7 separate regions of the Mus musculus genome follow, and regions 1, 2, 3, 4, 5 and 6 are each linked to region 7. A link is a contact called in public HiChIP or PLAC-seq and promoter capture Hi-C data. All regions are on one chromosome and are shown on one strand. Each heading gives the region's core, a stretch centred on a gene start, on an enhancer-like site or on the middle of the called end of the contact. The rest is flanking DNA. Distances are from core to core; before and after follow the strand shown.

Region 1 (3,536 bases), core at 816-3,315, 1.6 Mb before region 7:
GACTTCACAAGAGTTACTATAACTAGTGTGGATTCATTCTGTTTGGCTGGCATGTGTTTTTATAGATTTTGGCAATATTCTGGGGCCTTTTTTCTTTGATAATGTTTTCTCTCTTTGGAACATAAAGGCTGAAATTTTTCCTTCTGTGTAGTGTTAGAGATCAAACCCAGGTAACTCATGAATGCTGGGAGACACTACTCTGCACAACATCCCTGCCTCCCACCCTCTACCTCCAGCATTCTTAGAGACTTCCACATTTACACCATCTACTTAGCCTTCTACTGATCTCTTTTGCATGTCAGTAATTATAAATGTAAATGGGACACTGTTATACTGGAAGATGTCAGCTTGAATTTTGATACCAGAGAAAACAGTGCCTAACTTCAAAGGATAGACTACTCTTACTAGTAGCTAATATGGCTGCTGACTTTAAAGCCAGAACTCATTTACCATTCCAAAGATCCTAGGGCCCTTAACAGTTAAATCTATACTGCCTGTGTTTATGTTTTATAAGCAGAAAAACAATGACTAAATGACAGCATCTATCTATGACATGGTTTCTTTTTTGTTGGTTTGTTTTTGTTTTATTTTTGGTTTAGCTAGGTTTGGTTTGGTTTGGTTTGGTTTGGTTTGGTTTGGTTTGGTTTGGGGATTTTTGAGATACCATTTCTCTGTAGCTGTAGCTGTCCCGGAACTCACAATGTAGACCAGGCTGGCCTCGAACTCAAGAGATCTCCCTACCTTTGCCTCCCAAGGTGTGTACCACGACCGATGGGTTTGGTTTGTTGAATATTTTAAACAGTTGAAAATTAATCCTCAGAAAAAAGTCCTTTGAAAATGTGCTTTTTGATAATGTACCTGTCACCAAAGACCTATGTAAACAAAGCTGCCAAGTTCTGCTGGTGCCTGGGGCTTGAACATGGCCCCCTTATTCAGTTATATCTTCACTAGCTTTCTGGTTTTGATTGTTTCCTTTACTGCCTGAGCTTGGATGTCATGGAACTTGGCAGTTTGGACCATATTGGCCTTGAACTCAGAGATTTTCATGCCTCTGTTTCCTTAGTGCTGGATTAAAGGTATGTACCACCATGCCTGGACCTAAACTTTTCTTTAATTCTTTTCACAAGATAGAAGCTTAGCTGGGTGGGATCTTGCCCAGAGGCCCCACTCCCTTTAATGCCACTTAAATCTTTAATCTATTATCTCCCTGAACACAATATTTAGCTCCATACCACTTTCTAGTGCCCCTTTAATCGTTGAACCATATATTTTGTATTTTTCCTTTCTCAGCTTGGAATGTTTGATTAAAATGCTCTTCATGAGAGTAAACCATAATACAGAATCTATTTTAGGCTGTTTTGAGATATCTTTTGCCAATGCAATTAATCTAAATCTCTTCACCTTAGTCTTAGATGGACTGTTCAGACAAGGGCAAAAAGCAGCCACATTCTTCACCAAATTATCATGAGAAAAGTCTTTAGGCAACAAACTAAAAATATTCTCTTAAACTTTGAACCAGGCCCCCACAGTCGAAATCACTGTCAGCACCACTGGCTTCCATGTTCCCACTAGTCTGGCCCGTTAAGTCCAACTTAAGCATTCTAGTGTTTCCTAATCCAAAGTCCCCAATCTGCATTTCTTCAAACAAACATATTCAGGCCTATCAGAACAATACCCAGCCCCTGGTTCCAACTTCTGTCTTACAGTTTTATTGCTATGAAGAGATACCTAGACCATGGCAACTCTTATAAAGGACAACATTTAACATAATTTTTAACATAATTAACATTTATTTTTAACATAATTATGTTAACATTTATGCCTAACATAATTAACATTTAACAGGAAACTGGCTTACAGTTTTAGAGGTTTAGTCCAATATCATCACTGTGGGATGCATGACTGCATCCAGGCAGACTTGGCGCTGGAGAAGGAGCTAGAGTTCTACATCTTGATTCATAGGCAGCAAAAGGGGACTGAGTCAGCACTGAGAGTAGCTTCAGTATATATGAGACTTCAAAGCCAGCCTCAACACTGACACTTCCTCCAACAAGGGCACGCCTACTCTAAGGCCACAACCCCTAATAGTGCCCCAAACACATGAGTCTCTGGGAGTGGACAACCAGTGATGGGTTTAATTTGAAGCCCATACCACGATGGGGAGCATACCGAAGACAGGTTGAGAACAGAAGTACAAATTTAAGTCAGTGTTACCAATGTCTAAATACTTTAATGTATAACAACATTAAAAAAAAAAAAGATTTGTTCTGTCCTACTCCTTTGACTAATATGTTTTGGGTTTTTGTTGGTTTTCTTGGTTTGTTTGGTTTTTTGTTGTTGTTGTTGTTGTTTGGGTTTTTTTTTTTTTTTTTTTTTTTTTTTGGTTTTGGTTTTGGGGGTTTGGTTTGTTTGTTTGGTTGGTTGGTTTTTCAAGACAGGGTTTCTCTGTGCAGCCCTGTCTGTCCTGGAACTCACTTTGTAGTCGAGGCTGGCCTCGAACTCAGAAATCTGCCTGCCTCTGCCTCCCAAGTGCTGGGATTAAAGGCATGTGCCACCACTGCCCGGCGACTAATACGTTTTTTGTGATGCTGTTGCTTCATAACACCCCATAACTGGCATCTTTGTAATCTTCAGGAAGGCTGAGCTCTAATTTAGGGTTCTTCCTCTATAGCAGAAGAGAGAAGTAGTGTAAAAAGAGTCAGTCCCCAACATTTAGCCAACCCTGTACCACTGGGCTTTTCTTCCTTATTCTTCATGGGTCTTATTATATTGTCCCAGCTGGTCTTGGCCTTAGATTTAGGAAGCCTCCCATTACTTAGCCTGTGGAGTAGCTGGGATTATAGAACACACAACTACATCAACATCCACCCTGATTCATATCTGTTACTGCAGTCTTTCCCCTGGCTGTGGATGCCCCAGTGAAGATCATGTGCATACTCTAGAAATGAGCTTAGAATGTCTACAGAAATTAGGGGTCCTACTACATAAAGCATGGCCCAGAAGACAGGACAGGCATTTTCTCAGAGATCTCTTACTCTTGTGCTAAAGTGTGGCTGAAGAAGATCCAGAGTGGACCCCTGTAAGCAAGGATACTGTGTAGAAAGAGGTTCCTCTACTCTAGTTCTTCCTGAAGTTTTCTTTGATGTATGTAGACCACTTTGACTTCACCTTTGCCTTTCATGTTTCCAGTGCATTCACTACCAATATCACCCATTTGAGCAGTATCTATCTGTTTGTCTGTCTGTCCCATCCATCCATCCATCCATCCATCCATCCATCCATCCATCCATCCATCTATATATCTTCTGGTTTTGGTGCTGAGGATTAAATCCAGGACCTCACATATTTAGCAAATAGTCTACCAAGAAGCCACACTTGAGAGTCTTAACTATATATTCAGTGTGTTGTTACTTATTTCCTAAGAGTATGACAGTAGGGGGTTGGTCTGGTGCAGCTACGTTTTCAAATACTAAATACTTGGCCCCTAAGATCTGGTTTCCCTAACCAGGAGACCCTCATGTACATCAAATGATGCT
Region 2 (3,629 bases), core at 604-3,103, 1.8 Mb after region 7:
ACTAACCAAATGTCAGAGAGAGAGAGAGAGAGAGGTAGAAGATGTCAAGGCCAGAATGGTTGAGTGGAACAGATTCAAGTGAAAGAAACACAGATTCCACAGCAGAAAAGATGGTCTAAGGCCCGTGTCTGCAGAACACAGGCAATGTGAGAGTCAAGAGAGGATAATGACCTATCTTTTGGGTGGGGGATGGGAAATCAGCAAAGGCTTCCTAAGATTGAGTTAAATTAGGGGCAAGAGAGTGAAGGAAAAAATAATGCTGGTGTTATTTTTGTAAACTATGCAACCATCAGTGGAGGAGAGATTCCTCAACCCTGTGTTAGCCCAAAATATCCCTCATTTCAATAAGCTACTATTTAAAACAAACAAAACTAGTGAGCTGTCTTCCCACGTGTGTGCTTGGTAATATTAACTGAGGCCAACCACGGGAGTAATGGTAATTATGTGGACATGGGTCCAAGTGACCAAGTACATAATCATATACTGTCATAGTCACATGGCAAGAAACCAGAAGGCATTATCTTCAGTTAAGCCATCATTGGTGAATGGAAATGATAGTATCTTGGGCTCCACAGGAATATTTTTCCCTTATACAGCCAACTATATCTCCTCTTAAAGTGCCATCCACAAAAGTATTAGCAAGCATGGACCTAAATAACGTATAAATTCAAGGTACCAGTGGGATGTTTATTATTTAATGCCTTCGCTGTGACTACTCTTAACATATTACTATGTCACCAGAAGTGGCAGGCTTCTGGCTATGAAAGAAAAATTTAAAAATAGCACCCTGGTAAATTTGAAAGACCTCTAAAACGAAGTGGAGGAGAAACTGATGTCAATGCACATCGCACAAGACATAGTAACAAGATTACAGGCAAGATACATTCATTGGATTCGTCCCAAGAACATGTGTAACTTGTCCTCATATAAAGACACTTTATTGTAAACCCATGTAAACTGTGAGTGCAGACTGTAATAACTAGGTGCTTTTCTGCTAAGCAATGCATGCTGATGATTACAACTAAGAGGTGGGCACCTAAAATTCCCAAGGTGACTAGAAGGGTACTACTTTCTTTAACGTTTATTTTTGTTATTGCCTATATTTTAAGAAACAGCTTGTAAGCCGATTAGAAAAGTCCATTGGGTCTTTATAAAGATGTGACTACTCGTGAAAAGAATAGTAGAATCCACATATAATTCCGCTTTTCAAGAAGTGTAGGGCTGTTTGCTCTTTAGCAGAAGAAAACGTGATTTTTAAGTTACCCATTCAGTATTTTAACCAAACAAGTTCCTTTTGGTCTTTCCCATTATATATGTGGAAACTGTCCTTGGCAAAAGTACAGAGGTACGTGGCCGCTGCTACGTGCGTTTGAGAACCTTCTCTGTGACACTGGTCACGAGATAGACGTGCGTGTTCTTAAACGCAGAAATGCCCTTGGTGGTTCATTTCCGATTCTTACACCGGTGTCACGCCCGGTCATTAACTCAGGTTCTGCTTCCAGGCCCTTCCTCAAGTACCATTCCGGGGGCGTGATTCACCGAAGGGCAGGTCGGGGGCAAGAGAGCAGGAGGTCACTGCAGGAAACTAACCGCCCGACCGGACTGCGCTGGCCCAGGCCTCGCCTGGGGCGCCGAGAGGCCGCCCCACCTTCCCGCCTTCCTCCTCCCGACCCCCGCCGCCCCGCAGTCCCGCGCCGCCAGTCTCTGCGCCGGAACTGTGTCCCCGCCGACCGGGTCCTCTGAGGACTGAGGAAGGCCATGACCCTCACCTAGCCCGGGACTCCGCAGGGTGTAAAACGGCTTCCCTGGTCTCCCGGGCGACCGCGCTGCACGTTGGCCTGACGTCAAGGCGCGGTGACGTCACAGCCCCCGCCGACGCGGAAGCGGAGCTTCTTTTGCATCATTTGTCCCAAAAGCGAGCTAGGCGGAAGCTGGAGCGGGTGGCGGGGGTCGAAGGAGAGGGCGGATTTACGCGCGGTTCTGTGACGGACGGGGATGGGGCTCTGGAACCCGCGGGGACGACGGGCAGCCGAGGCTGATGAAGAGGCGGGAAGTGGGTGGCCATGTGCCTCATCTGCAGGGGCAATCATTGTTGTCGAACGGAAGGAAAAGAAGCTTTTAAGTGGAATTGACTGGGGAAGGCTTGCTTAGAATTTCATTCTGGTCCAAAGAAGTCAAGATGACGGGTTTAGTTCATGAAGTATTACTGAGACGTGCTACTGCACACTCAAGTAATGGAAGGCCTCTTGTTTTTACACACTGACGACTTCCCTTTATTCATACTTTATTCATAAAACAAATACTGATGACCTACTACGCAACAAGCAAGCAGGATGAGATGATGCTTGGTGACTAACACAGGCCACTGGTATGATTAGTGTCTTCGTAGTCTGCTCCTTTTCCAGGAGCATCTGAGGTCCAAAGTTCTGATCCTCCAGTAACTAAAGAAAACACGGTTTCCTAGCAGAAAAGAACAATAATTGCTGTTAAAGAATAGTTTGCATGAATAGAAAGAAAAGGCATTGGAGAGAGGAAGGTGAACAGGTGATTTGAAATAGTGCCAGATCTATTGGAGCTGCTGGTTGATCACTAGTATGAAAATAACCGCATGAAAATAGTGAATACTCCCCTAAGTCATGAAAGATATAGATTATGCAGAAACTAACAACAGTTACTTACTATTGAGTAACTAGTATTATGTACTGTATATCATTGAATATATACAAGAGGGCTAGAAACAGAGGGCTTCTGACAGCATCACCACGAACACTACACAAAATGTCTCGGTAACTAACATCACTAGATATTAGGAATTTTATACCAAAAGTATTGTTATAGGGCACATAACTACAGTTTGGACAATAATTACCGAGCACTTGTATCTAAAAAGGAAGGCAATCCTCTGAAAATGGGATGAAATCCCATGGAAATGCTATAATTCACTTTCATCTATGCCTCTTCGTTACACATCACCTTGAGTCCATTTTCCTTACCACTGTAAATGCCCTCTCAATCCTAAATCCCATTGCTAATTAGCCACAAGCCTAACTTTCTGTAGGAGTGCCACATGTGGCACTCCTACAGAAAGTTTTCATTATTATATAAAGTCCAGTTTAGGTAGTGGTAGACCCAGTAAGAATTTAAAAAGAAAGGATAGCTTCCGGAAAGAACAGAAATAAGAAGTGTATTTCCAATTGGCCTATGCCAAATGGTCAGCCCTTGAAAACATGCATACAAGAAACAGTATGTGGCCTCTACAGGTTGTATTTGGAAATATATGTGTATATGCAAATGCATGTTTGAATCCAAGAACAATTGGGTAAAAGAAAGACAGTTTGTGCCTAATCTAATTGCATCTCGTTATGCCCTGTTTGGTGGATATCACTGGGAGGCCTGCTCCTTCCTGAAGAGAAATAGAGGGGCAGTAAGTCTGGGGGAGAGGGGAGGTTGAGGCCAGGGGCTAGAAAGGGGCTAGGAAGGATGGAGGGAGGGGAGGTTGCAGTCAGGATGTATGAGAGAAGAATAGAGAAAAGAGAGGCCATGAATTTGAAGGAGAGTGGAGAGAGTTATATGCTGTAATTAATATAAAAGCAATATAAAAGCAAATCTTTAAATCCTCTAAAATGAAA
Region 3 (3,678 bases), core at 1-2,500, 1.7 Mb before region 7:
TGAACTGCCACTGCTTCACAAAAACCACACAATTTGGGGAACTAATAATTGATAAATGAACACACACATTTGTTTGTTTTTAGACAGGGTATTATGATGTAGCTCAGCTGGCCTCAAACTCATCTCCACCTGCCTTTGCTAGATTTAACGTGTGGATCACTATGCTCAGCTTAAATATAGTTTTGAAAACATGTCCTCACTCTCTTTTCTGAGCCTAGGGCCTCCAGCATAATTAGCTTCTTCCAATGAGTTGTATTTCTATTATTATTATTATTATTATTATTATTATTATTATTAATTTATCTTGAGATGAACCCGCAAGAGAAGAGGGGAAGTGTCACTAAACTGCTCGAAGTGGCTTTGGACTCTTGCTCTGGCTGGCCTTGCTCTTGGGCTACTTTAACAGCTCCTCCTCTTGCCCAGTAGCTACGATTACAAACCGAGTCACCGGCCCGGAGCGATTCTGAAAAATTTGAGAGGCTCTTTTGTACCTGTTTTACATCCGCCTTTGGTTACAATGTTCCTGGTTAAGAGGTTTCTTTGGGATTAACTTCCTTTATCAAGAGTCACAATGTTGCATTTGCTATGTCATGGCTCATAGTCGTCATTCTCTATAAATTAATACTTTGTGATCAAGCAGTTTAATTTCCCAAGAGAAACTGCTCAAAATGGGGGTATTAGGGAAGGACCAATTTTTCTCAAGTTTCTACCTGTTGCGAACCTTCTACCTTCCTTTTCCTACCGGGTCCCTCTAGCTTTCCCTTCAGTTTTCAGAATGCACATCACCGTAGTCAGTCCTAGCCACGATGCCGGGTCCTAGGTTGGTTCGCAGTTCCCAGAACAGGACTCAGGGTTTAGGACTTCACATGTAGCTTAGACACACCTCTTTGCCTTCCAAAGTGAATGAAGCGCTCAAGTAACACCGGGGGAGAAAAGAACGAAGTTCAGAACCCCAACATCTAAAGCCACCCCGGGAATCATCCCACCATAACCAGGACCACTACACCCTGCCCATCCCCGCCCGCTCCCGGATCTGCTGCTCTTCGGCTGCCTCGGGTTTCTCCCTCCGCGCGTGACCCCTCCCCTCCCAAGCTCCTGCGCCCCGTCCCTTTCCTGCCCCAGACTCTCCCTTCCCCTTTCCTTTCGCTCTTCCGTCCCCCGCTCTCCATCGTCCCTTTTGATTGGCTAAGCACTCCGGAGCCCGGCCGGCCAATCGGCGGACCGGGTTGGCGGCGATGGGCGTGGCCGTAAAGCCGGGCCCTCAGATCGAGGCTGCCTCCCCCTCTCAGCCGGCAGCACATTCCGCCGCCGTTGCCGCCGCCGCCGCTGGCCCCGCAGTCGTCTTCGCCAGAGCTGCTGTGGTACCCGAGCTCAGGGCAGGAGAGGCCAGCCAGGAAGCGGAGGCCCGGCGGGCGAGAGGAAGCGAGCGGACGGGCGGGCGACGCAGGCGGCGGCCGGCTTCCTGGGAGCGTCTGTGCGGCGCGGTGGTTGGGGCGGATCCCGCGGGGCCCGGGCGGGTGGGGAGAGTCGCCGGCCCGGCCATGGCGGACAACGAGAAATTGGACAACCAACGGCTCAAGAATTTTAAGAACAAAGGCCGTGACTTGGAGGTACAGTGGGGTCCGCGGCCTCCGGCCCCCGGCGGGACGCGGGGTGCGTACGGAGTCGGGCGGGCGCGGCGGCCGGCATGGCGCTGGGCGGGCGGGCGAGCGGCCGTGACGCGGGCGCCGCGCCGGGAAGTTTGTGCCGGGCCTGCTCCGCCTCCGCCGGCGACAGCGCCGGGGCCCGCCGGGTGCGGCCTAGGCCTGTCCTGTCGAGCCGGCCAGACACGGGTGAGGGCGGCGGGCATATCAGCCGCGGCGGAGGCCCCGCAGCGGCGGAAGCTCAGGCTCTGCTCGAGCCCCCGACGCCAAGCGTCGCGGGTGGAGGGCGATGGGGGAGCGAGCGGCGACCTCGGAACTTCTCCGGGCCCGAGACGCCTCCACATGCAGGTTTTCCTAATCGCCCCGACTCTGGTTTTACTTCAATGTCCAAACTACAGGAGTCAACTTCTCCGCTGGAGAAAAAGAAAGAAAGAAAGAAAGAAAGAAAGAAAAAAAAGCCACCCCCGCCGCGAGAGGCGGTCCTGGTGATGCTAAGCAGTGCCTTCCAGCGGCCTGGGTTTCAGTTTGGTCCTAGCTGATTCAAAGATGTGGCTCACGATGTGTCCCTTTCCAGTCAAAAGATCACCTGCCTCCACCGCCTTATTTGAGCTTGTCCACAGATCTTTTTACTCCTCTCTGAGAAGAGACCACCAGTTTGCATTCTTACATAGAAAAGTCCAAAGGGTTATACAAAGCTGTCATCCCCTAGTCTTCTCGGTATCCTTTCTCTCCACCTCCTGGTGGTGGTGGCAGTGAGGAATCCGGTAGGCTATGGACTGACACCATCACGTATTATTTTAAAGGGGGGAAGAAGGCTTCGTTGTCATAGACACAGTTGCTTCCAAGGTTCGATGTATTAAGCACACAGTTTCTTTCCATTGTGACTTTTTTTTTTAATATAGGGAATTTAAAAAAAAAGTCAAGCTTTTAGCTTCTTATCCCCTTTTATGTTCTGGTAACTTCTTCAGACTGCTGTGGTCGGTTCCTGAATTTGAGCATTTTCGGGATAGAGATGGCAACTTTTGTTGACTTTTCCCAATGCCAGTCAGTCTTTTAATGTAGTTTATCCTCTTTTAGCTTATTGCAGTCGTTAGAAGAACTGTATGTCCCAGGGTGTGTGTTGCTATTTAGAGATTGTTTGAAAGTTAAGGATGCTTATCTTTGTGATCATTTTTTATAGTGGAAGAAATTTAAAAAAAAAAATTTTTTTTTAGATTTGTGTATAGGGGTGTTTTGTCTGGATGTGTGTGTATGTGCATCATGTGTGTGCCCTGTGGCCAGGGAGCCCATCCTTTGGAAGTGGAGTTGCTTCCAGCTGGGAGCTGCCATGTGAGTGCTTAGAACTGAACCATTTCTTCAGCTCCCAAATTTAATCTCTTTATTGGAGTAATTTACATGTAACAAAAGCCAACTTTTTAAATGTATAGTTCATAGTTGTCATTAAATTTACTTGTTGAAAAATACCTATTTATTTTTACTAATATGAATATCTAGAATGGGAAAAATCACAAGTTAGGGAATATAAATTTGATAAATACTCCAAAGTTAGAAATTTTAGAAAAACATCAGGTAACCAAACAATCTCTAATTTTTTTTTGCTACCAATTTTTAACAGGTTCCTTGAAATGTGATTCATATACTATATAATTCACCCATATAAAGTGGTTTGTAATGTGTTTAAATGGTTGCACAATCAGCACCTAAGTCAAATCTTAGAATATTTTCTACTCTTTGAAGAACTCCTGATATATGTCATTAGCAATGATTCTCTTTCTCAGCTACTCCAACCCAAAGCAATGTTTGTTTTGATTGCCTATTCTGAGTGCTTCATGTAAATGGAATGTACATTTTAGGATACTTTGTGGCTACCTGACTTGAAGATTCATCCATGCTGTAACAAGAACGTTTCTTTCTTAGGTCTGACTAATATTGTTGCATATAGTTATAGCACATTGTGTTTATGTGTTTATCTTCATAGAACCATGGTTAACCCTTGTTATCGGTCACATCTTATTGCTATAAGCATTTATGTACA
Region 4 (3,329 bases), core at 732-3,231, 1.5 Mb before region 7:
ATCTAGGGGGCCCAGCAATTTTTTTCTTGTGTAGAACCCAAGTTTGGTTTTCAGCACCCACAATGGGATGCTCGAGGTTCATGCCCTCCAGGGGCACCTGCACTCATGTACATATGCCCGCGTCACCCAACACTGACACACTTTATAAAGTAAAAATTAGTATTGCGCCCCAAAAGACAATCCAACAGTAAAGGGCGAGTCACGCAACTCCACATCACATTCACTCCAGTCTAAGGGCGCAGAGGCGCTCAGCACCCATGCCGCTTTCAGCGGAAATATGAGAAAGAGGTCAGTACTACTCTAAAACACAGAAACTCACAACGCAAGTTTTCCGCTCACTCTCATATCTTCCAGAACCGTTAGAGCAAACTGCATGGAATTCCTCTGAAAACCAAAGAACGGCTTTCCGGAGCTTCCCAAATCAACCTGTCGTCGCCTGCGCCCCGCCACCCTCAGAGGGTCTCCACAGGCTTCCGACGCACGGGGATCCCGACCTGTCACTCACTTGCGGGTGCAGCGCTCTCCGCTTCGCCGGCCGGTTGCTCCATCTCTTCGTCGCTGTGGGCACCGTCCTGGGAGGGCGGCGGCCCTTCCTCCTGGTGGCAGGCAGTGGAGGGCTTGGTGCCCTTACGCCGCATGGTGGCTGCGGCAGAAGAGTCCCGAGTCAGGTCGGCCCGCAGCTCGCCGCTCAGGCCCCGCAGCAGCAGGACGGGCTCCGCCCAGGACCCACCCCGCCACCGCGTTCCCCAACGCCGCTAGCCAGTAGCGGGTCCCTAGGAAAGTGGCTACTAGGAACCCAGCAGTGGCAACCGGGCGGGACGGGTTTTCCCACGCCCCAGCTACGTGGGGAAACATAGCCGCGCCTGCCATCGCGCCCAGGACGGAGGAATTCGCTCAGGCCACCCCCGCCCCTGTGGAACCATCTCATAAGAGAAGGACGTCTGCTGACAAGTCTCCTCCCGTCGGGGCTGGGGAGTGAATGTGCTCGGAATCGGGGAGGGAGGGAGAGAGGTACAGAGTGGGAGAGAGAGAGAGAGACAAGTTCGTCCAGCTTCGGGGCTGCGTGGCTACTCTCCAGAGCAGCAGCGCCTGCCTGCCCGGGCGACTTGTCAACCCCCTCCCTTCTCCCCGCCATTTAGGTCCTGACGCCCGGACGGCCCTCGGAGAAGTCCAGGTCTCTTTTCCTCATCGCCCCAGCGGAGAGGATGGCCGAAGCCGGAGTCACCCGCCACACACTGCTGAACTGGACTCTGGCAGCGTCTGCTTGGGTTGGGTCACTTTCCGGGATAGTAGGGGGTCTAACCCTCCCGGGTCCGGGGCGGAGTCCCGATGGACGACAGTGTAAGCCATGCCAAGTGCCCAGGAGAGGCTCTGAGTGGGGCTGCAGTCCCCTTAGGAGACAGGACGGATCGGCCTGGGGGAGGGGACGCTCTGGCCGAGCCAGGCTCGCTGCCTCCCCCAGGAAGAGGCGCCGGAGCCGCCGCCCGGCCGCCGAGGGGGAGGGGTGACAGGCACGGGAGCTCGCCGAGCCGCCTCCGCCGCTCCAGCTCCAGGCCTTGGGGTTGCGGGCGCCCGCGGGGCAGGGAGGAGAAAGTGTGACAACCTGATCTAGAAGAGAAGGACTTCACCTGTCGGCGGGTCCACTCCGAGCCGGGCTGAAATGGTGGCACGGCCGACCCCCCGCCTCGCTCCTCCCGGTGTCTCGGCTCCGGGTCCTTCACTCGAAAATGGCGCCTAAAATCCAAACTCGAACGGAAATTCGTTACAAACGCGCGCAAGGGTTTCTGGGACCCGCGAATTTGAAAAAAAGTGCGGCGAGTCCCACCGCCATCTTCGGGCCGTTCGGGCGCATGCGCGGGCTCTACCCCAGGGACCGTGGCGCCGAGGGCCAAGTTACGACTGGGAAGGGAGAGCAAGCAGGGCTACGTCCTTTCTGTGGACTTTAACAGAAATGAGAGTTTCGCACTTCTAGAACGACAGCATTTGAAAAACTGGAGGAATTTGAAAAAGAAGGAAAAAAAACAAAACAAAACAAGCAGGGTCCCGCCTACAATTGTAGGCGGGTCCAAGTTGCCCAATAACACCTTCCAGGGAGAGGGCGGGCTCGGTTAGGGGCGGGGTCAAGAGCCCGCTCGGGTGACTGGCACCTAGCAAGTATCGCGGGAACATGGCAGGGGGAAACGCTCGCAGCGCTTAGAAATCACTATGGTGACGGAAAGGTCGGGAGGCTATTTGGTAACTAGTTCGAGCTCTGAGAGCAGTCGCCACCGCTTTCCTGGAACTTGAGGTAAATTTCTTCATCTCCAGAGCCTTTGAAGAAAGGGCTTGGAAGCGGTAGCGGTCATTAAGACCTAGCTTCTCTTGGTTAGATGGGATGAGCTTTGCGGGAGCATCAGTTATTTTCCATCTTCTTCCAGCCACCAGGGTGTTGATCTTGGGATGTGGAGTTTACAGGTAAAGCGAGGAAACCGGGATTATTGAGTTAACCTTGTAGTCCATTTATGAATAACAATGATTTTTGAACTATTTTGTGTAAGTGACACTACTGAAAGGTGTTGAGTTTAAATAACCATTTGGCCAGCAGGGCTCCTAGTGGGAGAAAGGATTCGCTGGTGATAACTAGTTACCGTTATGGGGGAATTAGTTCATAAGTAGCATTTGTCTTTGTTACACAGTGAAAGGAATAGCAAGGGTTGTTAAATGGATGCGGCAATTCCTAATCCCGAGCGGTTTAGTTTCCTTAATGGGCTTTTAACCTGAGTTTGAGGATAATGATGGTTGGGACAGAGTTTCTGACTCTCCGAAAATTGTATACCAAGTTTTGTGTGTTTTGGCATTGTTTTCCTGAATGTTTAGTGACCCTATAATTTTGAAAAACGGTCTGTATCACTCATCCTCCCCAATGTTAAAGAACCGCTGATTAATTTCGCTGCCCCCAGTAAGTATTTATACAGCAACTTTTAAATTGAGAGCTGTTAGCCTTTCTCTTTTTTTTTCCTCAACCTATTTAGGGTTTGGCATTTTAGAGCACCAATAAACCTTTTTTTTTTAAAAAAAAAGATTTATTTATTATTATAATCTAAGTATACTATAGCTGTCTTCAGGTGCACCAGAAAAGGGTGTCAGATCTCATTACAGATGGTTGTGAGCTACCATGTGGTTGCTGGGATTTGAACTCAGGACCTTCAGAGAAGAGCAGTCAGTGCTCTTAACCACTACTGAGCCATCTCTCCAGCCCACCAACCTTTAATGAATGAATTTACATTGTTCTAAAATATATTATGGCTTTGAGATGCCTAACACTTAGATTCAGTGATTCTCAGGAAGTG
Region 5 (3,592 bases), core at 679-3,178, 1.5 Mb after region 7:
ATAGAATTGCACATTGGTGGTGCAGCTATCCAAATCATTTCTGCTCCTTACCCATATTCCTGTAAGTAACCCTAATAAAACTCATTGGTTCACCAAGTTTGCACTCTGATGGTATCCATACTTTGGTCTGTGGTAGGTTCCCTATCTGAGGTGAGTAGTGTCTCACTAGGAAAAGTTTTGTCCCGACATACCTGTCCCCTGGACTTGTGTCTCCTATGCTGTCACAGAAAGTTTGGATATGAAATGCCTGCCACATACAGACCCTGTGAAGAGCTTGTCCTTAGTTAGTAGCACTGAGAGGTGATTTAATCACAAAGGCAAATACCTCATAAATGGGTTAATCCGACGATGAGGTCACAGCTGGACAAGCAATTAGGAGTTGGCAACCTACTTGAGGAGGGAGATCCCTGGATATATTCCCCTTTCTCTTTGTTGGTGGCAAGGGATTTGTTTTTACCAAGGTCTCACACCATAAAGTTCTGCCTACACAGTCCTACAGGTATAGGGCCACATGGCTGTAGCCTGAAACCTCAGAGACCATAAACCAAAATTAAACCTCATTGTGGACTTTCTAGGTAATCTGTCAGTGACAAAAAGCTATCACAATCATAAAATTTTTGTTTTTGAGGCTTTAGTTGAGTACTGGGATTAAAGGCTTGTGCCACCACTTCCTGCTCTATATAGCTTTTGTTTGGAAGAGGTTTTGTTTCATTTTGAAGATATTATATAGCTCTTACTGGCTTGGAATCAGTCTGACCCTCTAATCAGAGATCCACCTGTCTTTGTCTCCAGAGTGCCCGTCCCAACACACTTTGTAAAAATGAGCTGTGAAAATACCTTGCTTTGGTGACTAAGATGTATCCAAATTTTCAGTGCGCTCTATAGGTCCAAGGTTAAGACACTTTTCAAGAAAGTAAGCTTTAACAAAATAACAATTCCAACCCTTTGTACTGAGTCAGGAGATTTTTCTTTCTCCCTAAAGGCCATCTCAGAGGATTAAGCTGGAATAAAAAGATCATGGGAGGCCAGAGGCAGAAGGATCAATTGTTTCACGGTCGACCTCAGCTTTTGGGACTTTTAGTATGGATGGAAAAAGACCACAGCTCTCAGCCAGGCGGTGGTGGCGCACGCCTTTAATCCCAGCACTCGGGAGACAAAGACAGGCGGATTTCTGAGTTCAGGGCCAGCCTGGTCTACAAAGTGAGTTTCAGGACAGCCAGAACTATACAGAGAAACTGTCTCGAAAAAAACAAAAAAACCACAGCTCTCATCTTAAAGGGAATAAATGATGGGTTATCCTGGAGCCATTTTGATTGACCATGGTCCCGGAACACAGATTTAGGTTATTCCAAACTCCATGTAAGATGAGAGCTGTGTTTTTCTCTTCATTGACACAGGGATAGTTACTTTCTCTCCACTCTGACAAAAACCATCTCTTTAAGACGAGACTCCCCAGCGCAATGAAATCGCCCGTGTACTGTCCTCGCCATAAACCTATTTTTGGAACTAGGGATTTTCCAGATTACTGTAAACCCGGCGAAGTGAGGTCAGGGCTAGGCATGCCTTTCTAGGCTACACCCCGACACCCACGCGCGCTCGGAGCTTTCCGGAAACCCCAGGCGCTCAAACTGGGAAGCTGCCCGGTTCAGAGTCACTTTGTTACACTCCGGTGTCGCCGACCGCCGGACTGTCACCAACGCGCAGACCGTGCAGGGGTATCGGGGCCGACTCACCAGGCCAGAGTCCGGGTTATCCGGTGACTAAAGCCATTACCACCCCTGAGCCGCCAGCACCCTGCCCCGCCCTGCCCATCCGGACCCCTCCGCCCGGTGTCACCGACCGAAGCGCGGAGGAACTCGTTGGCGCGCGCGGGGAGTGGAGTGGGGTGGGGTAGGGCGTGTCGGCGTGGTGACGTCAGGGCGGAAGCGCACGCTGCGTGCGGCGGCCTGGAAGCCGGCGGTCACGGGAAGATCCGTCGCGCCGAGGACGCTGGTTAGTCTCGCTTTGGGTTCCGGCTGCGTCGGGCGTGCGTGGAGCTCGCTGGAACTATGGCGTCCGGGCCTCACCCGACCTCGACCGCTGCCGCCGCCGCCGCCGCTGCCGCCTCCGCCTCGTCCGCCGCCCCGAGCGCGGGCGGCTCCAGCTCCGGCACGACCACCACGACGACGACCACGACCGGAGGGATCCTGATCGGCGACCGCCTGTATTCGGAGGTGTCGCTCACCATCGACCACTCGCTGATCCCGGAGGAGCGGCTCTCGCCTACCCCGTCCATGCAGGACGGCCTGGACCTGCCCAGCGAGACGGATCTGCGCATCTTGGGCTGCGAGCTCATCCAGGCCGCCGGCATCCTCCTCCGGCTGCCGCAGGTGAGAACCCCGGCTGGTTGCGGGCCTCTCCGCCGCGGCCAGGTTTCTCCGGAGCCTGCGCCGGGCGGCGGCGGCGGCGGGAGCTCGGGCGGGCGAGGGTGGGGATGCGGGGGCGGGCGGCGCCGCGCGGCCCGGGCGGGGGAAGGGAAGCGAGCGGCCGCACAAAATGGCGGCGGCGCCTGGTGCGGGCCCGCCTGACCCCGGCGCTTCCGTTCTCCTCTCTCGTCTGCAGGTGGCGATGGCTACAGGGCAGGTGCTGTTCCATCGGTTCTTCTACTCCAAGTCGTTCGTCAAACACAGTTTCGAGGTAAGCGCGGCGGAGGCGGACAAGAAGGGATTTCTTCATCCGGAAGCGGGGAGGAAGGGGGTAGGAACCAGCTTTTCCAGAAAGGGAGTGGTTAGCTTAGGCCTTTGTACCTCGTTCCCACCCAGAAGGAAATGGGGCCCGTAGAGCAATGTTTCAAGAACTAGAAAATGGATCCCCAGTTCACGTGCTCTGTTAACCAAGAACTACGTTTTCAAGCCATTGCACAATTCTAGCAAGAGGTAGCTTGATTCTGACCCAAAATTAAGAGCAGTTGAGCAATAAAACGTAAGAGCTGGTCTAAAAATGTCAGCTTCGATTTTATTTCGCTAAAAAGCCCGTTGTATCCTAAAGAGGGTTCTTTGCCGGTCCTTGGTGACCCACATCCTTGGGCAGGCAGATGTACATACAGATGGAGTTCCTGGAAGCCAGGACTACACAGAGAAGCCCTATCTAAAAACAAAACAAAATAAGGGTTGTTAGACTTTGTTAAACTGTTTCTAGTTTAACTTCACTTGGATTTTTACCTGGGTTCTTTCAGATTGTTGCTATGGCCTGTATTAATCTTGCGTCAAAAATCGAAGAAGCGCCAAGAAGAATAAGAGATGTGATTAATGTATTCCACCACCTCCGCCAGTTAAGAGGAAAAAGGTAAGATTGGCCTGTTGAACATAGTATCTCTTGCTGTACTGTGCACCAATCATCCAGTCAAAACATCTTCTCCCCTCCCTCAAGTCAGTGTGGATGCAAAAGAAAGCGGACATTAGGTGCTGAAATTCACGTAGGAACATTGAAACTTTTAAAATCCCCTCCATTAACCAGCTATCTGAAGTTTGTAGAGACAGTTGCATTGTGGACAATTCTAGAGTGCTGTGAAGCCAGTCCCTTGGCTTAAGATTAAACAAGAAAGGGAGTACGG
Region 6 (3,189 bases), core at 264-2,763, 1.6 Mb before region 7:
AGTTACAGGCAGTTGTGAGGGGTCCACAGTCATGCTGGGAACTGAATTTGAGAATAGTAAGTGCTCTTAACTGCTGTTACCTCTGGTCAGTTAAAAACAAATAAAACCCCGTTTATCTATTTCTTTAATGTGTGGTTTGTAACGTGCATGCATGCGTACATCACATCCTTGCTTAGTGATCTGGGAGGCTAGAAGAGAGCATCAGATTCCCGTGCAACAGTTGTGAGCTGCTGTGTGGGTCTTCTGGAAGAACAGCCAGCGCTGACTTTCTGTTTCAAAGCTCAAGACAAAAAGTTTTCAAGCAAGGAGTCTGAGGAGCGCCAAGAAGATGTTAATGTGCGCTCAGCGGTTTGGCTTTTCCATGGTGGGAACTGAACACGCCAGGCGAGCACTGGAACTGAGCTACACCCCCAGCTCAGAAGTCACATTTCTGTTCATCATCTTTCCGATATTATACCTGTAACAAAACCACGTATTTCCCATCCTTTATCCCGTTTCTCAATACTCTATCACAAAGGGAGTATTGGGAGTGTGTATATCGTAATGGAAGACACCCAAAGCAGCTGATTTTTTTTTTTCAGCCCAAAGTTTTCGAAGGCTGACGCCCCAACACATGAGGTTTTTAGGTTTACGACTTTTACGCTTTGGTGCCTGTATTTGAATTGTAATTTCTAGTCTTTCTTTTCCAGACCAACACTATCATCTATAGAGCGCATGAATAACAGTTCATAAATCCTGAGTAGCGCTGCCGGTCAGCGTGGAGCTGCCTTAGTGCTAAGGCTCCTCTTCTCTGCCCCTTCCCCATGTTTGGTTACAGAACTTTCTGGCAGGGTCGGGCACTCTATGGACCTGTAAAGCACACTCCTTGAAGGCACAATCCATTTTCCTTCCTCTACGCCCCCTCTTTCCATCTTGTCTCCGAGGTCAAGTCTTGCTGTGAGTCTTAGGCTGACTTGGAATCTGCTCTGTAGCTCACACCGGCCGGGAGCGGAGAGCGGTCTGAGCTCTGGAATGGCGTTTCTCCGAGAAAGTGAAAAGCCACTACTGTGTTTTCTGACCCAGCGTGTTAGAGAGGACAGGGAGGACACAGATGAAGGCTTAGGCGCGCCTAAGTTGGAGGACCGGAGCCTCACGGGGGCGGGCGAGCGCGCCGAGCCCTCCAGCCGGTGACTGAACAAGGAACCTGTGAGGTAACAATGGAAGAAGCCTGCGCGCCGCCAGCTCCAGAACCATCCCGTGCGGGCGTGGTCCTAAGTAATAAGCAGTCCCTCAGCCAGCCGCCTCCAGAAGCCGCCGGGTCACCCGCGCATCCCCGCCCTCGCGAGGTCCTGGCGCCAGCCCTTCCCCCCCAAGGCGCGACCCCTGCCGCCCGTGCGCTTTCCGCGCCGCGCGCTAGTGCGCAGGCGCCTGGCCCTCGGCCGTTGGTGTTCAAAGGCCGCCCGCGCTCTCTCATTGGCGGAGGCGGCGCGGTTGAAAGTCGCTGCGGCGCCGCCGGCCCCGCCCCCGCCGGGCACCTGAAGACTCGGGCGAGCGCCTCGCAGTGTCCGCACCAGGCTGCCCGGGAGCCCTCGCCGTGCGCGCCGTCGCCCGCCTCGCCCGCCTCGCCCGCCTCGCCCGCCTCGCCCGCCTCGCCCGCCTCGCGGTGAGTACGCGGCTCCGCCGGGGAGGCGGCTCGCTGCCCCTCTTTCTCGAGCGCCCGCGGCCCCGGTGCGTTCGCCGCCGACTTGAGGATGGGGAGGCGGGCTGGGCTCCGGAGGGCGTGCGCTCGCCTCTCCTCGCTTCGCGCGCTCGCGGGTGGAGCAGCGGCGCTCCGAGCTACCGGCGGGATTGAGGTCGTAAGGGCCGGTAGGTGAGCCTAGCAGATCCCGCAGCACCGCGCGGGGCGAGTGAGCCCTGGGCATCCTGGACAAGAGGGTGTGACTGCCATCTTTGAGCCACTTCTTTGTTTGGAGTTCACGTAGGACTTATGCCCATTGTACAGATGTGAACCTTCATAGGTAAAACTGAGGCCTGCAGCGTTTCGGAGACCACCCAATGTGTTGATGGGAATAATTTAACGTAGTTTCGAGCTGGGGATATCTACGCGCGAGGATATTTCTAGTCGTCTTGCTGAGTTTAAATAAAACTTTGAAGCGGGGCATGAACGTGCACGCCTGTAACCCCAGCATGGGGGCAGACAGAGGCAGCAAGCTCTCCTGTGCGTTCCAGGTCGTCAGTGAGGACTACAAAATTAGTCTCAAAAAACCCACCAAACCAAACTATGAGTGTTTAGTTCCCATCATTGGTTAATCTTGTCCAGAGTCAGAGATTCGTTATGTTGTAAAAAGTCCTTTGTGTGGAAATGGTTGGGACTTTAAAGATGAAATATTTACTGCAGGCAAAATCTGAAACATTAAATTGTTTTACTTTTAGAATAACAAAGGATCCTGGAAAAGTTGGAGAAGATAAAGTACACCCAGTGTCCAGATCAGGAGATTGACAGACCAGGTAAGCTCTGGGAAGTTAACTGGATACGAAGAAACATCAGGATATTAGAGTGTGTGATTCCTGGGCTATGATGAAAGATTGAAAAATCTCTTGAAAAAAAGATGTATATTGGAAGTGTATAAAATTTTAACCATCTTATGGAGGAAGCATAAAGTGAGAAATGACCTAATCTAAAAGGTATTCAGTTTTTTGTTTGATTCTCCCCCCCCCCCCAAAAAAAAAAAAAAAACCAAAAAACAAAAAACCATGGTTTCTCTGTGTAGCCCTGGCTGTCCTGGATAATTGCTCTGTTGACCAGGATGGTCTTTAACTCAGAGATTCCTCTGCCTCCCAAGTGCTGGAGCCAAAGCCATCACTGCCTGGCTAAAAGATTTTCACTTTTATCTAACAGACATTTTATAAGCATGTGTGGACGTCTTAAGTCATGCACACAAAATGGTATTGCCTTACACGTTTGCACGCTGCATTTATTATTCAAGCTACCTTTATTCCTTTTTGCCCAGTATTACACATTGATCTACATTTTTAGTGAGCCAAGGTCCTGTATTTTAACCTGGTAAAAAGTAAAATTTTGACTTTGGGTAATATATATATACTGACATTGCAAATATGTTGCTGAATGTTTTCCATCAAATATATTTTCACTTTGAAAAACTATTTTTTGAATACTGTGTTTTATGTATATTGGTAGACACACTGTTT
Region 7 (3,264 bases), core at 679-3,178:
GGCAGGCAGGCAGGCAGGCATGCTGAAGGGCAAAGACTAGCCTGGAGTCACACTGCTGGCAACCCGTGAAAGACTTTGTCAAAATATCATGTCATATTAAGAATTGTGGGTTTTTAAAAAAAAAAAATCTATAATTTGTAGATTTATTTTTACTTTTTTTTTTTTTTGTTTTTTTTTTGAGACAGGGTCTCACTATTTTGCCCTGGGTCATCTGAAACTCTCAAGAGATCCCCCTGCCTCTGTCTTCTAAGTGCTTGTATTAAAAGCATGAGCCACCATGACTGGCCATTTTGATTTTATATTCATACTAAGTTATAAGCCACAGTATTTTTTTTATCTTGTTTAATGCTCATACTGTAATATAATACCAGTAGTATAAAGTATATAATCCTGGGGACTCATAATAACTTATTACCTTGAAGACAATCTACATATTACTCAAGTCTGAAGATAATGGACTGAATATCAACCACTGGTGAGATTGTAGTAGGTAACCAAGACCCAAGTGGGACTGAACAGACAACTCAGTGGTTGAAAACACTTTCTGCTCTTGCAGACTGGGATTTGATTCCCTGCAACATGGTGGCTCACAGTCATCTCTAACTCCAGTCCCATGGAATTTGACACCTTTTACTGACACCTCCTTGGGCAATAGGGACACACACACACACACACACACACACACACACATCATGCAGGCAAAAACTCTAAGAAAGACATTTTAAAAGAAGGCACAAGGCTAGGAATGATATTCTTGCAATTCAGTTTATTTAATGTTTAAATGAAAAAGTTTCCCTTTTAAGTAATAATTACAATTTTAAGAAACCTCAAGTGCCATCATGCCAGTCTATACTAATTATTAAATACAGAATCTTTGACTATTCGTTAGACTTTAAAATGCTCACTTTGGAAGCCCATACTCACACACACACTCTCTCCTAAAGGGGTTGGCTTACAGCTAAAAAGACAAACATTTCCAATATCAAGAGAAAAAAAAAAAGTTAGACTTGTTATCCCCTAGCTGCTTCATTGCTGTTGGCTAACATAACTAGAAAAGATGGGGAATGAACGAACTGAGTTGGTTGGTATTTAATAATCCACTGGGCCCAAAGAAAGTCCTCAGTTATAGGAAAGCTCCATTAGCACACGAGGAAAGCAACACGTGTCCCACAGGGCACCTTCCCCTTCTCTGCAGAGTGGCTGCAACATAGACAGTCTACCCAGAAAGCCTCCAACCATCTACCTTTTAAGAGAAATAGAGATGGGGCTGGAGAGTTGGCTCGGCAGCTGAGGCAGAGGACTTGAGTTTGGTCCCCAGCACCCATACTGTGTGGCACACAACTCCAGCTCCCGGGTAATCTGATGTGCCTGCACACACGTGTGCACATACACATAAAAAGTCATTAAAATAGGATTTCAAGAAAGATGGGAGTGGTGGTTCACGCTCATTAAGCTTTATATTTCTAAGATCACTAAGGTCTTATGAATGGGGAAGTATTTCCTCTGATCCTGACCAGTCTCCCAACGTTTTAAAATGGCTTTTCTGCTTTCCCACTCTGGATCTGCCTCTAAAGGAACCTGGCTGAGCAAGAGTCTCACAAAGGGAAGGGTAAGGGCTGAATTACACTTGGAGCACTTTGCCCCCTGCCCCGTGACAGCCCGTTTGAAAAAGGAGAGGTGTACTCTAATCTGTACGTGAAACAGCCAGCGATTCCTCATCCGGCAGCTGAAGCCCTCAGAAGGACCCATCGAGGCAAGGCCAGAAAGCCCTTCCCCTTCCTCCAGGTTCTCCCTCCCGCTCCACACCTGCCCAGACCCGCGGGAGCCGGAGGGAATGCCCGAGCTTTTCTCCCGGAGGTGCCCGCCTACCCCAGGGCGGGGCCGAGGCTCCCGGCAGAGCCACTGCCCGAACGGTTTCCTGAGTGAAGGAGGAAGAGGGAAGGAAGGCGCTGAGGAGCGAGCAAGCGCGCACGCCCAGCCCAGCTACCGACTGACTTCACCACCTCACCGACACCCACTTGGACACCCACTCGGCTGGCCAGCACTCCACACTGACGGGACCCTGGCTGCACCCGCCGTGATCTCTTTGAACTAGGATAGCCCGCGCTGTCTCCCCCAAGATGGAAATCCCACCCACCCACTATGCTGCGTCCAGGGCCGCCTCGGTGGCGGAGAACTGCATTAACTACCAGCAGGGGACTCCCCACAAGCTGTTCCTGGTGCAGACGGTCCAGCAGGCCAGCAAGGAGGTGAGTCTGCGAGGAGAAGCCCTGCGATCGGCTCCCCCTACTGCCCCCACCCCATCCCGGCCGCGGGACCCTGCTCTGCCTCTGAATAGCATTGCTATGAGCTCCCCTATATGGGACTCATCCCAGAACTGTTTGCTTTCACGGTAAAGCAGAGGACCTATGCAGCCAGATTTTGTGCATATTAGTTTAAGGGATTGGGAAATACACGGGGTTAATCTCACCCTTTCCTGTGGAGAGAAGAGGTCTAGGGAAGACAGCATTCTAAACAATCTGGAAGCTGTTATAGTTTCTCCATCTGCCGCTAGCTAGCCTTGGCCAACAAAAGCTCATGGCCTCCAAACGACTCCATAAACTTTTAAGAGTAACTCTTAAGCCCTTTGCCCAAAACGACGGGAAAACGCAAGAAATTCGCCCCGAGGAAAAAACAAAGGCAGTGTGGGCTGCTCGGGCTCCAGCCGCCCACATCCTGCCTGACATGCAGCCTTGCCTCTGCTGAAGCCGGCTAGGCTAAAGGGCCTCACCTACCTAGCGAGTGTCCCTATTTTTTTTTTCTTACAGCTCAAGATTTTTTTGGCTGACAAAGAAATGATTTTTATTTTCGAAACTGTACTAGATAATATAAATTAGTTACACACTTCAAAACTGGCTTTCATTTAAAAGGGGGATATCTAAATGATCTATTCATAAGGTCTTTTGAAGTGGTGTTTGACAGGACAGTATCAACAGCACTTACACACACTGTCTCTGAGCACTTGGCACTCATCCACCACACGTCGTTTACTCACTGAACACTCTGGTACCCCCGGCTTTAAGACAAACCCTTCCAAAGATGTGCCTACTGCCACTGCATCTGTGTCCTCTGTACGTTTCCACCCGCTTCCTAGACCTACCTAAATAAACTTGCTAGATACTGCCAAGTCCATGCTAGACACCCGATGACCGCCTTCCTGAGCAGCCGGGCTTGGGAAGCGATGAAGGATGGTAAGATGTACAGTCATGAGGAACGTCAGAACAA

The links. Promoter capture Hi-C pulls out the DNA fragments that hold promoters and counts their contacts. HiChIP or PLAC-seq counts read pairs in DNA pulled down with a chosen protein or histone mark.
Region 1: a contact with region 7 is called in a promoter capture Hi-C map of hippocampal neurons, with 5 times the contacts expected there. The contact joins the promoter of 9630025h16rik here to the promoter of Lxn in region 7. A contact is called at or near these places in 4 of 39 promoter capture datasets (the C10 cell line, hippocampal neurons and liver) and 1 of 115 datasets of contacts at active chromatin or transcription factors (astrocytes).
Region 2: a contact with region 7 is called in a promoter capture Hi-C map of pre-B cells. The contact joins the promoter of Lekr1 here to the promoter of Lxn in region 7. A contact is called at or near these places in 1 of 39 promoter capture datasets (pre-B cells) and 1 of 115 datasets of contacts at active chromatin or transcription factors (astrocytes).
Region 3: a contact with region 7 is called in an H3K27ac HiChIP or PLAC-seq map of embryonic stem cells, with 17 times the contacts expected there. The contact joins the promoter of Kpna4 here to the promoter of Lxn in region 7. A contact is called at or near these places in 3 of 39 promoter capture datasets (the C10 cell line, cranial neural crest and liver), 1 of 115 datasets of contacts at active chromatin or transcription factors (embryonic stem cells) and 1 of 9 other capture datasets (adipose tissue).
Region 4: a contact with region 7 is called in a promoter capture Hi-C map of hippocampal neurons, with 4 times the contacts expected there. The contact joins the promoter of Smc4 here to the promoter of Lxn in region 7. A contact is called at or near these places in 7 of 39 promoter capture datasets (the C10 cell line, cranial neural crest, embryonic stem cells and 3 more) and 1 of 115 datasets of contacts at active chromatin or transcription factors (astrocytes).
Region 5: a contact with region 7 is called in an H3K27ac HiChIP or PLAC-seq map of embryonic stem cells, with 9 times the contacts expected there. The contact joins the promoter of Ccnl1 here to the promoter of Lxn in region 7. A contact is called at or near these places in 9 of 39 promoter capture datasets (the 3T3-L1 cell line, the HPC-7 cell line, embryonic stem cells and 4 more) and 6 of 115 datasets of contacts at active chromatin or transcription factors (astrocytes, embryonic forebrain, embryonic stem cells and 2 more).
Region 6: a contact with region 7 is called in a promoter capture Hi-C map of liver, with 6 times the contacts expected there. The contact joins the promoter of Trim59 here to the promoter of Lxn in region 7. A contact is called at or near these places in 4 of 39 promoter capture datasets (cranial neural crest, hippocampal neurons, liver and 1 more), 1 of 115 datasets of contacts at active chromatin or transcription factors (astrocytes) and 1 of 9 other capture datasets (embryonic stem cells).

The regions. Positions count from the first base shown.
Region 1 is chr3:69,059,391-69,062,926 of GRCm38.p6, reverse strand. 9630025h16rik (a long non-coding RNA gene) reads right to left here and starts at 2,065. Exons shown (of 2, transcript XR_867356.3): 1 at 1,859-2,065.
Region 2 is chr3:65,664,452-65,668,080 of GRCm38.p6, reverse strand. Lekr1 (leucine, glutamate and lysine rich 1) reads right to left here and starts at 1,853. Exons shown (of 13, transcript NM_001166659.1): 1 at 1,770-1,853.
Region 3 is chr3:69,124,664-69,128,341 of GRCm38.p6, reverse strand. Kpna4 (karyopherin (importin) alpha 4) reads left to right here and starts at 1,250. Exons shown (of 17, transcript NM_008467.4): 1 at 1,250-1,610. The coding sequence starts at 1,542.
Region 4 is chr3:69,003,390-69,006,718 of GRCm38.p6, reverse strand. It overlaps Smc4 (structural maintenance of chromosomes 4), which reads right to left and starts at 1,981. Exons shown (of 24, transcript NM_133786.4): 1 at 1,629-1,981; 2 at 506-643. The coding sequence starts at 638. It overlaps Ift80 (intraflagellar transport 80), which reads left to right and starts at 2,149. Exons shown (of 20, transcript NM_026641.2): 1 at 2,149-2,287.
Region 5 is chr3:65,956,585-65,960,176 of GRCm38.p6, reverse strand. Ccnl1 (cyclin L1) reads left to right here and starts at 1,928. Exons shown (of 11, transcript NM_019937.4): 1 at 1,928-2,369; 2 at 2,602-2,676; 3 at 3,215-3,324. The coding sequence starts at 2,049.
Region 6 is chr3:69,043,066-69,046,254 of GRCm38.p6, reverse strand. Trim59 (tripartite motif-containing 59) reads left to right here and starts at 1,513. Exons shown (of 3, transcript NM_025863.3): 1 at 1,513-1,642; 2 at 2,413-2,487.
Region 7 is chr3:67,462,571-67,465,834 of GRCm38.p6, reverse strand. It overlaps Lxn (latexin), which reads left to right and starts at 1,928. Exons shown (of 6, transcript NM_016753.4): 1 at 1,928-2,249. The coding sequence starts at 2,121. The region is part of intron 13 of Gfm1 (G elongation factor, mitochondrial 1); the gene reads right to left.